Linked DNA regions of Mus musculus: region 2 is linked to region 1. The links are chromatin contacts, called in public Hi-C maps. All regions are on one chromosome and are shown on one strand. Each heading gives the region's core, a stretch centred on a gene start, on an enhancer-like site or on the middle of the called end of the contact. The rest is flanking DNA. Distances are from core to core; before and after follow the strand shown.

Region 1 (2,856 bases), core at 248-2,747:
TGATTTAAAGATGGGAAAGTTAAAAAAAAGGCTAGCTATCATTTACACTACTTAAATTGAAGTGTTTTTATATCCCCTTTGATGCTGGCTAGTTGTGTGATCCCGACCATCCACCTCCCTGGACCTTTTACACTTCTAATAGCAATGCCCACTGTGAGATCTTCACTTGTAGGGTGCCACATTATACACTTTCAAAATCAGTTGACAGTAAGGTCAGAAAGAGTGATTTCCGATAATAGTGACCCTGGAGAAGTTAAACATTCATGATTTTTTTTGACCCGAAAGGTTCTTTCTCTACCTAATTTGCTGAGAGCTGTGCTTTCCTGGTTGCTTATTGACAAACCAAATTCCTGCTACCTTTTGTTAGTTTGAACATCTCTACCAACCTAGTAGGAAGAACAAACAGGGCAAGGCTCAGACACGGTCTTTCAGCCATCGGAGCCTCAAAGGCTAGGCATGAGCCCTTGAGCAAAGCCTCCATTGAGATAAACACTGAGCCTGCTATCTAGGGTCAAACACTCATCCGCTTGCCCTGAAATCTCTTCTGTGTTCAATGGGTTTTTGACATTGCCCTTTTTAGAAACAGGGAACAAAGTCAACAGGTAAAACTCCCGCTAGGTGACTCTTCCTGTCCATCAGCAGATCTACCCTCAATGCTTGCAGCAAGATATATGTGAATAGACTTATTTTTAAAAGAAAAGGTCTTAAAAGAAAATAAATTTCAAAAATTGCCCTGCAAAAACTGACTGTGAACACAAAAATAAACTTCTATTCTTGGCTTGTATCATTGGAAAATCCAATCCTCCTAAATATGTGTTTTCTGAATTTATGGCTCATTTGTAATCAGATTTTTAAACTATATTAAGTTGACCAGGTGTAATGTGCACACCTGTGACCCCAGCCTTTTGGAAACAAGAGACAGGAGGCATGGTCAGAAGTTCAAGGTCATCATTGGCTACATAGTAAGTTTGAGGCCACCCAGGGCTAGATGAGACTCAAAAAGCAAAACAAAGCAACTGGATTCAATTTTTAAAAATGTTAAGTAACTCACTCTTGGTTTTGTTTTGTTTTGTTTTGTTTTGTTTTGTTTTTCGAGACAGGGTTCCTTTGTTATAGCCCTGGCTGTCCTGGAACTCACTTTGTAGACTAGGCTGGCCTTGAACTCAGAAATCCGCCTGCCTCTGCCTCCTAAGTGCTGGAATTAAAGGCATGCGCCACCACGCCCGGCAAGTAACTCACTCTTAAACCAAAGTCCAGCAAAAATGCAGGCTGCTCTGAGCTACATAGTTGCGGAAGCAATCACCTATCCTACCCTGACAATGTCTAAGGGCTGAGCGGAGGAGGATGTCCCCAGCACATAAAAACAATGAGCGTATTCTGGATATGGGAGGCATGCAACTCTAATCCCAGCACTTGGGAGGAAGAGGCAGGTGGATCTCTATGAGTCTGAGGCCAGCCTGGTCCACAAAGTAGCCAGAGTTACACAGTGAAACCCTGTCATTGAAAAACAAACAAAACATGATTGCATGAGTGGTGGACGGGTGCTCTGGGTCTCTGACTGTTAGTGAAGGACTGGAAGCAATTTTAAAGGTGGTTAGCAAGTCTCCCTTTGTCCACAGGAGAAGTTAACTAGTATCTCTCTCACAGCACAGTCAGAGCGAGGACTCACACTGCCTTGGGCTCTCATCGTTCACTTTGGGACACTCTTAGGAAGATTAGTTTAATCTTAGTATTTAATCTTAATACTTATGGAGTTAATTTATTATTATAATATTTTGTATTCTTGTGGATTATCTCCCCCCACCCCAAATCTTTTTGTTTCTGAATACAGGTGGTATTTCATGTCTTAAATTTGGGCCAGCAAGATGGCTCAGGGTAAGGTGCTCGCCTCCCACAAGCCTGTAGACCTGAGTCTGATCCCCACATAAAGAATCGTGTGTGAAGAAAGAACTTCAAAGTCCACTCTGACCTTCACGTATGTGCTGTGACCCAGTGCCCTCTCCACACACATACAGATAAATAAATAAATCATTAACGGAAATCTAGGAGTCTGCTGAAATGGCACTCATAATCAACGTGTGAATTTTAAATGTTTTCCCCAAAATGAATTAATGCCTATGGCTAGGCATGATGTCTCTATGGGAGAACAAACAACAACCAAACAAAACAATGAGAACCTAGCAATAAATATCAACAACAAAACCACAATAAATATTTTAAGGTATTCGAACGGTGTGGGTGGAGTTGACCAAGTTTCTTGGCTCCAGATTTTGTTCCACATTACATCTCACTAAACAAATGAAATCTGACACAAAGAAGGGCTTAAGATGGCAGGAAACAAATTTATGCCTCATACTGTACTTCTTGCCTTCTGTCGATGTGACTTCTCTTTAAGAAACAGAATGTAAAACTCTTTCACTTCCAGTCTGAGTTACTTTATGGCTCTACTTGAACACACACACATACACATGCACGAATGCAAGCATGCATGCCCATGTATGCGCATGTGCACACACATGTACACTCACAAACACAGGCACACACACTCACTCACACATGTACACACATGCACACGCATGCATGTGCACATACATACACACATCCACACATGTGTTTGCACAAGCACAGATACACACACACACACACACAGGACTGAGATAAAATGAACTGAAATGTTTTCACCTAATGGAGTCCTCAACTGTGTAAAATGCAAAATTGTAGCATGCACTTTTTCATAGTCTTTGGTGATTTTTCCCTGATGAAGGGTGAAATAAAACAATTTAAGACAAAAATGCAATTAACTATTAGACAGTAATATGAAAAGGGATGGGACAGAGCAAGGCCCCCACTGGGATT
Region 2 (2,856 bases), core at 141-2,640, 540 kb after region 1:
CCAGAAGAGGAATGGCTGAGGCCTGCTCTCCTGACCCCACACACTTGGCTCCCTCATGAGTAAACTCTTCCTATTCTGAAAAATCCATCATTTCAACAAGCGCACGTCTTTAATTCCAGCACTTAAGAGGCAGAGGCGGGCAGATCTCTGAGTTCGAGTGAGGCCGGCCTGGTTTTACAGAGCGAATTACAGGACAACCAGGACTACATGACAAACAAAATAGAAAAAGAGAGGGGGTTGGAGCTCATCTTTTTAATCCAGGCACGGTGGTGAAGACCTATAATCCCGGCATGGAAAAGGAAGAGACAGAGTGATTGCTTTTGTGTAAGATCAGCCTGGTCTACACAGTGAGTTCCAGGCACTGAGACTAATTGTAAGAATCTATCTAAGAAACAAACAAAACGCTCATTTGTTTCAATGTCTGACATCCTATGTGGTGGGCAAAAATGGGCCTGGATCTGTAACACTTGGGTCCTCCCTACTGATCTTCTAGAACTATCTGCTTGAGAGAGATGGTCAAGCCGCGTGGTCAAGCCGGTATTTGCCACTGAGCCTAATGGTCTGAGTCCATTCTCTAGAATGTACATAGAAGTAGAACTCCTGAGAAATGTCCTCTGGTCTCCATGCACCATGGCATGTGTGTGTACATGTGTACACACACACACACACACACACACACACACTCCAATCAGCTAGTCAATATATTTATAAATAGTTATTAATAATTTATAAATAAAAACCCATCTACCTGCCAAGGGAAACGGTGTAATATAATAGATCTGTTTCCTCCAGGTTGGAAATCACCACCACTACCTGGCAGCTGAGCACCTACAATATCCCACAGGACATCAAGCCTGTGAACATTCCTCCTGGAGGGCGGGGACAGGCTCAGGAGCCTCACGGGACTCACTCAGAAGGCTCCCTTAGATTCCAACTGTGACCAGGTCAGAAGAAGACAATGGACTCGGGTGTGGTTTCCTAGTGGTGAGTCGCCCATCTCCCGTAATTAACCCCAATAAACTCATCGGTCCTGGACTTGGACAGAATCCCTACACTGGTCGCTCTTTATCTGGGGTGAATAAACAAACATTTATTTACCATCTCCCCAGGAAAAGTCACACAACATCAGATTTTACAGGCATTCATGACGCCATTAGCCCTAGGTTGCTGCTGTACCAGCAGGCTCTGAGGTCCACCTAAAATGATGCCAACCTTTCGAAGATGAATAAAGGAAAACTTTGGGGGCAGACTGTATACATGCCAACCAGACCCGAATACCACCCTGGGGTTCCTGCCTTGGAGCACCTTGGAATGGCACATCTGCCCTGGGTGCCACCTCGGCTCCACTGTTCATCTGCCTCAGTCCAGAAGCGGGGTGTTGACCTCGAAAGGTCAAAGGCAAATGCAGAGCAGTGCTTTTCCCACCCCCTTGTTTATTTCTGCTCTGTTATCTCTCTCCCTTAGAGTTCTGCAAACAGACTGCACTAGAGTCCAAGGACTCTGACCTAATTCCTTATCTGCTTTTAATCAGATGAAGCCAAAAGGTAGCTCTTAGCTCTTACCACTGCCCAAGTATTCTGTCAAAGCCCTGGGAAGGGACTGCTAGTCAGTACAGGGCTAGCTCCTTGTGTCTGGGGGTGGGGGTGGGGGAATGGGATGGGAGGGCGGCTGCGTCTCGGGCCTCATCAGGGGTTACAACCCAGAATGTGATGTCACCGATGCTGCCAGAGGAAGCAGTGTTTTCTGTGAGTCACAAGTATGCCTAACTACCTCAGAGTTCTGGGGCTCCAGCTGCTGAAGGAAAGATGACAATCTACTGCTGTCACCAAAGGCAAAAGATAATAAGACAAGGTCCTGCTCACAGGGAGACTTAGTATTTCTAGCAAGGCAGAAATGGCCACGTCACACTTCATACACCTAGAATGTGTCATGATATAGACCACCTCAAAGACCTCAGCCAAATTTAAATGTGTGGGCGGACTGTGGGCAGCTACTTATATTTTACGAGGTGCCACAATTCGGGGTAATGTGAAGTATACTGGAGGATATATTTAAATTGTGTACTTCATGTTGTCAGATGTCAGCATCTGAAGATGCTCATGTCCCTTGTATAAAATGGTGTGCTGTTTGCATATGGTCTTGGGTATTTAGGGTTTACTCTTAACTAAGTCTGAATGAAGAAGGATGTGTCGATATAGGCCTCAAGGAAAAACAGCCACTTACGCAGTGACAGTCCAGGTTTCACCCGGGAGCTCTCTGCTATAACACCTGCTGATCATTACCTGCTGGCACAGACAGGTGCGGTCTACTTATCAACCCAACTGCAAGCCGGTTAATCCTGGAGACACAGCCCCCTCTAGTTCTGTAGACCTTTGTCTGTCCTGTCAGTCACCTGCCTGCCTCCTTATCAACTGGGCAGGTTCTCATTAACTAAACGAAGTCCTTAAGGCAATTCCAGAGGATTGAAAAATCCCAGAAGTATAAGGGGAAAGGCGATATCACAGTAATCTAAACTGGAGTACATTTTAACATGGCTGGAAATTAAAGATTATGGATTTTTAAATTTGAATTTAAATTTTTCATAGAATATATTTTGATCATATTCTTTCCCCTCCCTCAGGTCCTCCCTTATCTCCCTACCCACCCAACTTCATCTCTCTTCCTCTCTCTCTCTCAAGGAAAAACAAAAAAACCAAACTTAACAACCCCCAAAAAAGAGAGGAAGGAAGGAAGGGAAGAAGGGAAGAAAGAAAAATATGAAACAAAACAAAAAGCACAGACACAAAAGGGAGTCCAAACCACCCCAGCATGAGGCCCTGTCCTGGAGTCACTAAGCCCAGTGACATTTCACCAGGG

The links. A called contact is a pair of places that touch in the nucleus more often than the background predicts.
Region 2: a contact with region 1 is called in a Hi-C map of liver, with 2.5 times the contacts expected there. The contact joins two enhancer-like sites. A contact is called at or near these places in 1 of 484 Hi-C or Micro-C datasets (liver), 11 of 115 datasets of contacts at active chromatin or transcription factors (embryonic stem cells, hepatocytes, liver and 1 more) and 2 of 9 other capture datasets (embryonic stem cells and liver).

Annotation. Positions count from the first base shown.
Region 1 is chr1:71,634,339-71,637,194 of GRCm38.p6, forward strand. All of the region lies in intron 12 of Fn1 (fibronectin 1), which reads right to left. Among named protein-coding and RNA genes, the nearest start is that of Fn1, 17 kb to the right of the region's middle. Within about 2 kb of position 1,498, at least 13 of the 459 cell types and tissues checked have an H3K27ac peak or open chromatin away from gene starts, as enhancers often do. A contact at or near this core is called in embryonic stem cells, hepatocytes and liver, where this site is marked.
Region 2 is chr1:72,172,076-72,174,931 of GRCm38.p6, forward strand. All of the region lies in intron 2 of Mreg (melanoregulin), which reads right to left. Among named protein-coding and RNA genes, the nearest start is that of Mreg, 39 kb to the right of the region's middle. Within about 2 kb of position 1,391, at least 36 of the 459 cell types and tissues checked have an H3K27ac peak or open chromatin away from gene starts, as enhancers often do. A contact at or near this core is called in embryonic stem cells, hepatocytes and liver, where this site is marked.